Linked DNA regions of Astyanax mexicanus: region 1 is linked to region 2. Evidence: chromatin contacts called from public Hi-C data. All regions are on one chromosome and are shown on one strand. The core of a region is the stretch at or near the end of the contact, and the rest is flanking DNA. Distances in the headings are between cores, read along the strand shown. Region 1 holds the start of qkia (QKI, KH domain containing, RNA binding a). Region 2 overlaps qkia (QKI, KH domain containing, RNA binding a).

Region 1 (5,315 bases), core at 2,382-4,881, 65 kb before region 2:
ACATAAACAACATAAGACAAAACAGTAGTCTACGATAGAGGCTAAGATAGAGCTAACTAGATTCAATACTCAGCAAGGAACAGAGCAAACTGAATGGTATTTATACTAGACAGGCCACGTGCAAACCATCAATAACTGGGGGAGCAGGAGCAGCATAGCGTCATGTGAGCAGAGTAAAGGAGGTCTGGTGTCAGTGCACGCTAAAAAAGCAAAAAATGAAGAATGAGTAAAAAACAAACAGATCATACACAGAAATAAACAAACAAAGAAATAGCACTCTATATGCAGCTGAATCAACAGGGGCAATACTTCACAACTGGCTTAACAAACAAACAGGTACTTATTACAGCTGTCAACATTACCGTGCTAACGCATGCAGTTAAACTTTAACGATGCACATTAGCAGTTTTAATTACCATTACCATCATTTAAAAAATCTAATTATGATTTTAACCATGACTTAGTCACAGAATATTTTGGTGATTAATACAATTATTTTGAAGGCATTGCCACTAATACACATCTTAGTGTTTCTAATACTTTTCTATTTACATTAAAATACCCATAAAATACCCATTATCAAATGCTTAGTCATAAGGAAGAACAAAATGATAATAATCCTGATATCAGAAATGAGGAAAGTGTGGTGATACGGCACATTCATTTTTCCACTACATGCCTTTACTTTCTGACACTCCCTCTCACCTCAAACAAAAAGGAAAAGGCAGACAGACAAACAGCCAGCCAGCCAGCCACACACACACACACACACACACACACACACTTTGAGCACTGTGTGAATATCAGTGATGAATAAATCTGCGTATTTCTTTGAGCTCCAAAAAGCTGAGGTGATATTTACTGAGGGGTTTAGCTCTTATCTTGGCTGAACATAGTGACTGTGTGTGTGTGTGAGTGTGTGTATGTGTATTTCTGCTTTTCTGATCGTCACTTCTGAGACTTGATCACATGACCCGACCTAGGTGTGAAAGAAAAAGAAAAGATAAAGGCATGCACTGCGTCACTCCATATTTCTACATTTTTAAAAACACACCCATTCAGCCTAGAGTAAAGCAGCCCCATCCGTACATCCTACAGCACTTTAGCCCCTACCATTCATCCCAAAGCATTTTAGCCCCACCCATTCAGCCTACAGCAGTGTCCTGATTCTTGTTAGGCTGGAGGGGTAGGGGGGACTGTTAGGCACACTCAAAACAGAGGTGGAAAAGATAGGAAGATGGTGGAACATGCGACCAAAGAACCAAAGGTTGAGGAGGTGAAAAAAGGTCAGGCGGTTTGCTTTTGCTGTTTTTGCAGCTATAGCTGCACAGCTGCACCACGAGATGTGTTGTAGGTACAAGAGAGAAGCACGTAGGTCATGCATAGCAGCAAAAATACATATGAATTCCGATTTGTCTGTTCGCATTCATGATGCATGTCCATGAATCAGATACGTATCCGATTTAGGACCACATATGCAAGTGATTTGAAACAATCTGATTTGGCACGTTCACACAGCCTTGAAAAAAATAGATCTGAGCCACAATTAGCAAAAAAAAATCAGATTTGAGTCACTTCAGTCTGGTAATGTGAACGCTGCTTTATTTAACCCTGCTGCCTATTCTCGGCATAGGGTCTTGTGACCTTAAAATCACGTGATCACTGCTGCTTCAGAGCGTGCTGTTCTATTGATCAGGGCTTTTCTATTAGGATTATACAGCGGTTTGTGAACACTTGAGTCAGTCCCCTTAAATTTGCTCGAAAAAACTTCTGACTACTTTTGAACACACAGTGTATAAAACATGAGCTGAGCTTTAGTAAGAAACTGAAAACAGGTCCCAGATCAGCACTTAGTTAAGCGGGGGAGGGGCGGGGTCAGAGGTCTTCCGTCCTAAAATAAAGTGCTACCAGCTAAGTATGAGCCAGAGGACACTGGCAGCTAAAGGAGAGAGAGAGAGGGAGAGAGATCATTTCTTTGTGTAGTGGTGACTCCTCATTAATAGTTTTCCGGTCTCCGGGCGTCTCCGGGAAGATGGAGGGATGGAGAGGGCAGAGGGATAATTGAGATGAGATGGATTCATCTTCTCAGGGCGAGTTTAAACACTTATTTAACCGAAGATGATTTAAAAACTTAATTCAGAATATTAAGAAGTCAAACATTTACTCCTCACATCAGCACACATTAGCCTTAACGTATTTATAGATCATTATTATCTATCAGTATTTGATCAGCACTTTATAACATATTACTAATGTTATTAATACTTAATTATTCTGCATTAGTTATGTGATATGTTTAAAGAATAACGTGTATCTGTTGTTGCAAATTACCTTTTCATTTAGTCAATTTTTAGTCACTATTATAAGCATTTGATTTGTATTTTATCTGGTAGTAGTCAGCTTGTTTTTATTTGATTAGTATTTAATCATATAATGATAATGTCATCAGTTTGTAGCACTGTATTAGTAAAACTATCATATATTATTGTGTATTATTAATGTTATCAGTATTCAATGCTGCGTCTGTATTTGATCAGTATTTAACCCTGTATCAGTATTTAATCCGTATTTCATCCTGTATTAGTATTTAATCAGTATTTATTCCTGTGTCAGTATTTACTTAGTATTCAATCATGTATCAGTATTTAACCAGTATTTAATCCTGTATCAGTATTTGATCATTATTTAATCCTGTATCAGTATTTAATCCTTTATCAGTATGTAATCTGTATTTAATATTTTATCAATATTTAGTCCTGTGTCAGTATTTATTCCTGTTTTGTTATTTAATCCTGTATCAGTAATTGATCAGTATTTAATCAGTATTCAACCCTTTATCAGTATTTAATCCTTTATCAGTATTTGATCATTATTTAATCCTGTATTAGTATTTAATCCTTTATCAGTATGTAATCTGTATTTAATATTTTAGCAACATTTAATCCTGTGTCAGTATTTATTCCTGTTTTGTTATTTTATTCTCTCTCAGTATTTAATTAGTATTCAAATCTGTATCAGTATTTGATCAGTATGTAATCCTTTATCAGTATTTATTCCTGTATCGATATGTAATCAGTGTTTAATCATTTATCAGTATTTAACCCTGTGTCAGCATTTGATCAGTGTTTAATCCTTTATCAGTATTTATTCCTGTGTCAGTATTTGATCAGCATTTATTCCTGTATCAGTATTTTATTCTGTCTCAGTATTTAATTAGTATTCAAATCTGTATCAGTATGTGATCAGTATTTAATCCTATATCAGTATTTAATCTTGTATTAGTATTTAATCCTTTATCAGTATTTTATCAGTGTTTAATCCTGTATTGGTATTTAATCCTGTATTTGATCAGTATTTAATACTGTATCAGCATTTGATCAGTGTTTAATCCCGCTGTGTTGTTCTGATTGTGCTCCAGTGTAACATTATCCCGCTCCGTCGTTTCTCTTTCTCTCTCCTGATTGGCTAAGATCTCTGTTTGTCACTTCGGCCACCCCGCCTGTTTGCCTCTCCGCGCTCAACCCTCGGCGTCCATTGGTCAGACTGTCCCCCCCGTGAGCGCCTACAGCCAATCAGCGCGCGGCGAAGCTCTCTCTGCTTTCTGCGCTGCTTCGGAGCGGAGCCGCGAGCACAGCGCGTTCAGTTTAGTCACGAGGAGAGAGCGGCTGGAGCGCGAGCAGTGCGGTGATCAGATACGCTTGAAGACGCTTGGAGAGTAAAGTCTGTTAAAAACGGCAGCGCGCGCTCCGCAGCGGCTCCCGCACAGATAACTGCAGACAGCTGGACACGGGAAACCGGGGCTGTGTATTCGGCGCGCGCTTGGTGCTGTTTTCCCCTATTTTCCTTCTTCTTTCTCTCCGGGAGAGAGGAGGTGGACCGCGCGCGCTCGGGTCCGCTCACACCGCGCCGCCAAGATGATGGTGGGGGAGATGGAGGTGAAGGAGAGGCCGAGGCCGAGCCCCGACTACCTGATGCAGCTTCTAAATGAGAAGAAGCTGATGACCAGCCTGCCGAACCTCTGCGGCATCTTCACCCACCTGGAGCGGCTGCTGGACGAAGGTAAAGCCGAGAGAAGCGCCTCGAACAGCGGCCTGTGTGCGAGAGAGAGCCGGGGCGAGCTCAGAGCTCGAGACCCTGAGCTTCTCTCTTTCACTTTGTTGTTTTTTGAGTAAAATTTGTTTTAAACTCAGCGGAATTTAAGTTTTTAGCTGCTTTTTCTCACATAAAGACACTTTTCGACTCACAGACAGACCCAAAGGCGTTAAATCTCTCTGAGAGTAAAGTTTTAAACTCGTCAACAAACGGAGAAAAGTTAGTTTTGATCCGCTCAGAGTTTAGCTAAGCTAACATGGTCGTTAGCACAGTGCTAACCAGCGCTACTTTACCGTTACACACAGCGGGTGAGTTTTTACACTATAAAACGCGTTAAATCTTTTTTTCCAAAGTTCTTACTTAATTAAAGACGCATTTTACCCAAGTAACGATCGTTTTTTTGGTCAGAAATTGCGATTAAGTACAACATAACTGATTAGATACGTTTAGCTAAGCTGAGGTAATAACTAAGTACAGGCAGTAAACTTGTTAGCTAGCTTTAACTAGTTAGCAGTCATAGTTAACGTAACTGAGTACTTTATTTGCTTAATTTATAACTAATTAACTAAGTTATATAGCTTCATAAACTACTCAGTACAACATACCTTGGATATTTCGTTCTTTTTAACCACAGTGAAGTGATTTTGTAGGGTTAGTTTTCTAATAATTCTCCCAAAAAACTCACATCACGTTAGCTAGCCCGCTTGTGTAACGTAACGTTATTTGTTTAACGTAATGCTTAGCTCGTTAACAGCCTAACGTTACTAGTTAGCTAACTTATTTTGATCATAAATCGCAAATTAACGTAGCATTGGTGGATTAGTTATTAATTGAGTTTAGGTTCTTTTTTTTAACACGTTGAGGTAATTAGTGTAAAAACATTAAGAACATTATTTCATTATTTTATTATTCCTCATTTGTTTAGTTTATTTAACTTAGATAGCATGCATTTACTAGCTAAACAGTGATTGTATTTTAAATTTAAGTCACAACTAAAGGAGGTAAGATAAGTTAACTTGATATAACTTATGTGACTAACTTTAGAAAACGTGTTAGCCAAGAATCGCTAAGAAATTCTAACACTTGGATTTTTCTTTTTTTTTATTTAACTAAATTCTAAAGCTTTGTAAGTTACGCAGTGAAGCATAACTAGTGTTAGACCGTGTTGAACTTGTGATTTTATTGAGGAAAAACAATGCAGCAAGCAGCAGAAAATGAAAGGA
Region 2 (5,120 bases), core at 1,056-3,555:
GGTAACAGACATCTCTTTTGTTTGTTTTTCTTTGTTTTGGTTTAATAGCGCGCTTATCTTGGCTGGCGAACGCTTTGCTCGCTCATCCGCTGCCTGTTCTCTGGGATTTTGAAGTGCTCGCTGTTCTCAGCCAGTTATCTCTTAGTTTGGTGACCCTGAGGCCTCCCAGCTTTCAGTTAAACTCTCAAATTGGGAACTGTGCGCTGTGAGCAGTTCCACTGTTTAATTCTGCCGCCTCTAAAGATCTTTGCTTTTTTTCCAGCTTGTTGAATTTTCACAGTGGGTGGATTCAGGCTAAATCCTTTATTGTTTTTAGTGCTTGTCTTAGTCATCATGGTATATTTATTTTTCATTTAAATACACATCTGACCAGTACAGTTTTATATTCCATGTTAATTTTTTTTAAATTATTCCACACATTTTAAATGTTTTTTTTTGTGGTTTTAGAGAACCTTTGCATATTATGCTTCTGAGAGAGATTAGGTATAAAAAGAGCATTTTAGAGAGGCAGTCATGTACAGTAGTTGCTAATTGCTCCTCTAAAAAACCTTTATTTTTTGTAAGTTATAATAAAGGTGTCGCATGCCATCAAACACCATGGCACCATGTCCTAATTTCCACACTCTCCCCTCAGCCCACTCACTCAGCCCAAATTAGCCTGATCACGAGAGGGGAAGCAGGTGGCTGTGACCCAGGGTAGTCGCCTTCCTGTTGGGTTTGCAGGCCTGCTTCCTACCCCCAGGCCAGAGAGCGTCTGTCTAATCCTCCAGCTTAGCACTCTCAGGGTGCTCCGGAGGGTCGGCGGGGGAATGTTCTAGAACTTGTATGAACTTACGTTATACGGTTGTGAGCCCATCCTTTGAAGTGTTAGCAAGGTTACAGCGAGTTCAGGGAAGGCAGTAGAAACCTTTTATGCTCTCTCAGATTGGCAGGTATGCAGTTGTGTGCAAAAGTTTGGGCGCCCCTTGTCTGGTTGCTGGAGATTTGGATTTTCTGTTACCCATTGTGTGCAGTTGTGTTTTAAAAGTGCTGTTATTTTTCTTTTGCTAAAATTTATTTGTTTGGTTAAACATAGTGCACTATGTGCAAAAGTTATTGCACATTTATTATGTTGTATGTGTGTGTTTGTGTTTCCATTGACCCTTTTTGGTCAGTGGAAACGCTTCACAAATCAAAGAAACAAACCAGAGCCGATTGTCTTTTTTTTTTTTTTTTTTTCTTCTTCTTTTAAATAAAACAATTTGTGTATATCCCATGAGTACTGGTGAATCAGCAACACACACACACACACACGCCCACACTCTGTAGCTCTTCCTAAGTGCCACCCGCAGGCATTTGGAGAAATGATGATATTTACTGGAGTGTGTAAGAACTCTGCAGCCGTTTCTGCATGGTCAGGATTCAGCGGCGCTGTGACTTTCTCACTCCCGCAGCTTCTGAAGTGAGCTCATGGGTTCCTTGTGAAAGATGGAGGGTGGAAAAAGTGCAGAGTGAGGGAAAGATTCAAATCTCAATAATAGGAAAGTGTCTTGCGCAGCCAGGTAAGGGGAACGGCCTGAGTAGTGCCAGCAGAGGCCTTGGAAGTCAATTATAGCTGGACTTCGCAGACTAAAAACACTTCAATGGCTAGATGTTCCCGATCTTATTTTCTCACGTGCTGCGAGATGCAAAATGAGCGTGAAGTTGCTGCCATGACCTTGAGAAGTTGTTGAACCCCAAGACTTCACTTCTTCCCACAACCCCCTCTGTGCCTATTCTGTAATAAGCCAACAGGATAAATAAAATAAGCCCATTAGGTCATGCCCCACCCCTAGAGGTTCGTCCTGCCCATGACTTGCAGCAAACAGCCTGCCTGTAATCTGCACCGGCCCCTCCGAAAAGCCCCCCGTGGATGTTGGGCCATGCGCTTTCGCTTTGAACATCCACCCTAATCCTTTTACTTGGAAGAGAGCGGTTGCACACCGAGAGGTTGGTGTTTGTGCAGCGGCCCTGAGCTTGCCGAGCCTTTCCATCCCCCAAGGCCTTTCTGCACCTCCCCGCCCGGCCGCACAGGGCACGGGGGTAATTATTCGCTCGTTCCGAGTCAAACCGCGCTGCATCCCGACAGGATCCCGCTTGGCATCTGGAGAGTGCCAGTGGAGCCCATCGGATGCGGCACGGGAGCGGCGGATTCCTTTCATCTCTTTGAGTTGCTGGAAATGGGATTGCCTAGCATTCTGTGCTGCTACGGAGCCCATGGGCTTCCCTTTAAATACGAGCTGGCAGCAGCCAGGACTCCAGCCGCTCTAGCTCAAACGGACAGCGCTCCCTCAAGGCTAAGCATAGCGCAGCGGGAGAGTCCATCCATCGGCTGGTGCCGGCTAATTCAGGAAGTTTAGTTCTGGTTGCGACTGTTTGGGATGTGCAGAAGGCCGGCAGGTGGATAGAGCAGTGCTGTTTAAACAATAGATTACCCAAACATGAACATGGCTAATGATGATTGGAAAGTAGAGTCTCTTTGATTGAACTATTCCTCCAATAATTATTATCTGCTAAAATGCATTCCAGTACAGATAATAAGGAAAAAATATGGGTCCCTCACATCTCCTCTGGAGATTTGTGATTGCAGGTTTTTGCCCTGCACAATTCTCGATAACCTTGACTATAAAAGAATTGTGTTGGCAAAATAGCATTCCTTAGATTTTAAAGGCCAGAAACTTGAATCAGTTTTATGCCCTTGAGCTTTACAGCCAAAAATGATCAGGGGTGCTTTTGTCCCATTGAGGTTTTAGATTTGGAGCTGACTGATCAATGACTGACTGTGGAAGGGCCTCCAGGGACAAGGGAATATTTGCTTTATCACGGTTTACCTACATTGCATTGGAGCATAATATAGAATTATTTGGAATTGAAATGCACTTCTTTTTTAAATTGTAAATTCAGGAAAAAAAGGAGTCCATATCATAAAAAATGGTTCTTTCTCTTTGAGTGCTATATAAAATCATTTAAAAGTGTTTTTCACTGCATTTAAAGCACAATTTAACCAAGTAAACAACCATGTGATCATATAGGACCGTTCATTGACTTTGAAGAATTCCTTTTTAAAGGCAGGCATTTAGTAAAGATGTACCATAATGGGCATCTCTGATATCTGATATTCGAAGAAACTCATTAAAAGCTCACTGTGAAGAACATTGACTAATGATAATGGGAATTCCATGCATTATTTATATCCTGAGTGCCTATGATTTCTTGTCTCAATTTAAAGCAGTTCTCCAATAGGACTAAGAAGACATTTGTCACAAACATTTGTTGAACTGGTTCAGTGATAAGCAAACATTCTTCTGTCCAGGAAACCAAAATGGATGTGGTCGCCATCAAAAAAATACAACAGTTGTTTTATCACTATTCTCTAATTTATGAAATTAGAGTGGAATTTCCACGGAACAGACTTCAGATAATTTTTTTTTCCACCAATGTTCCTCGATTTCACTACCGTTCACATTCCTTCACACACAGCACAGTGCACTGTGAGTATTCGATATTCTCTGACGTGTTTTCCAAAGCTGCCATGGTCGTTTGCTTGTTAATTGATCTACCATGAACCTTATCTCATGGGAAAACCTTGATTTATAGTGGAAAAACCTTCGGTGCCATGGCTGATGTGCTCGGTTTAGGACCTTCATGCCTCTGCTGGTGTCCTTGACTGCTGATCCACCCTGTTTTCCCGCCTCGTTGTGGATGCATCCTGGAAGGTTTTATAGGAGCTTGTATTTCCTGTGTGTGGTCCAGCTAAACCCGACCGCTCCTCCAGCTCGCTGGAAAATGCGAGGAATTCGAAGAATGGTGGCTTTTATAGAAATTCATGGGTGTTTATTTTTATAATTTTTTTATGTCTGATTCATTTCCTTTTCTTCTTGCTGCTTTATTTATTCCTGCCTGTTAAATCGCTAACTCTACCAGGGGGTGTGTCCAGGGTTCCCGGGAGTTGGGGTCAGGGCAGAATTCGAGAGCTGGCTGGTGGCACTGAGAGCAGGAATCAGCTTTGGCTCCCAAATCTCAGAATCTGATGCAAATCCGGCAGTGTTTAAAGACCCAAATCAGCCTCTGCAAATCGCCCTCAAGATATTCCCGGCTCGATTGGGAGGCATTAAGGGATCACAGTGACAGAACAATGGCTCGTCTGGTGGGAGAACGGCAACAGAGTGAGCGAGAGGGAAAGACTAAAGAGAGAGAGAGAGAGAGGAAGGAAGAGAGAGAGAGACTAGCAGACAGATGTCTCATGAGGGTTTACAGTGTGTTGCAGCAGCGCAAATCATGGATCACTTTAATGTTTCCTCCCTCACCCGCGCTGTCGCTCCCCCTTGCTCGCCCACACTGTGTTCTTGTTTCAGCAGAAAGCCCGCTTAATCCCGTATGGACCTCCGCGTCCACTGCATGTCAACATCTGTGCTTGTGTGTTTAAATACCGTTCCCGGGGCGCTCCGATATGACCTACATATTACGCTTGGCCAAATCCGACGCTGTTTATCCCTCACTGTTTATTTAAAACGTCCGTAATTAAGAACCAGAGTGGGGGACCTGTCCATTTTCCCTTTTATTTCATGCTTTCCAGAGCTGTAATAGAGTGCTTTCACAAACACTTGCCAGCTATTACAGTTGGAGGCAGGATTAGGGCTGAATGATGTGATGAGAGAGGAACGGGAGAGGGAGGTCTGGTACTGGACCTTGGCTGACTGTGTACAGGAGATTTGAGGGGATATTGATGGCAAAGCTGTTAGCCTCCAAGGTTGCATCCAATGTGGCCCAATGAAGGCCCCTAATAAAGCCTATTCATCCCCAACACAAAGCTCAGATCTCTTTTACTGCCCTCTACAGGCCACATCCACCTGTGCACCTGTGTACACTTGTGTAGACCCACAGTAATTACCCATCAACTTTCAAGTTGCTGTATTCTACGTTAAATCAGAAGCACTATATTATTTTGAACTGTAAAGGTGAAAATCTGTATTTTATTCTCCAATGTAAGGAATAGAGAACCCCTTAAAAACTGTGTTTTAGTTGCCTACAAATGACTGTTTTCTAGAGTACTGTGGAGAGCGAGGTTGAATGGAAACAAATTAGTTTCTAATCGTTTTTGT

The links. Hi-C and Micro-C count contacts between places; a contact is called where the count stands out from the background.
Region 1: a contact with region 2 is called in a Hi-C map of blood, with 3 times the contacts expected there. The contact joins the promoter of qkia here to the enhancer-like site in region 2. A contact is called at or near these places in 2 of 3 Hi-C or Micro-C datasets (blood and muscle).

What each region holds. Positions count from the first base shown.
Region 1 is chr14:43,917,460-43,922,774 of AstMex3_surface, reverse strand. qkia (QKI, KH domain containing, RNA binding a) reads left to right here and starts at 3,631. Exons shown (of 8, transcript XM_049464178.1): 1 at 3,631-4,059. The coding sequence starts at 3,915.
Region 2 is chr14:43,851,711-43,856,830 of AstMex3_surface, reverse strand. The region is part of intron 4 of qkia (QKI, KH domain containing, RNA binding a); the gene reads left to right. Among protein-coding and RNA genes, the nearest start is that of qkia, 65 kb to the left of the region's middle. Within about 2 kb of position 2,305, the one cell type or tissue checked has an H3K27ac peak away from gene starts, as active enhancers do.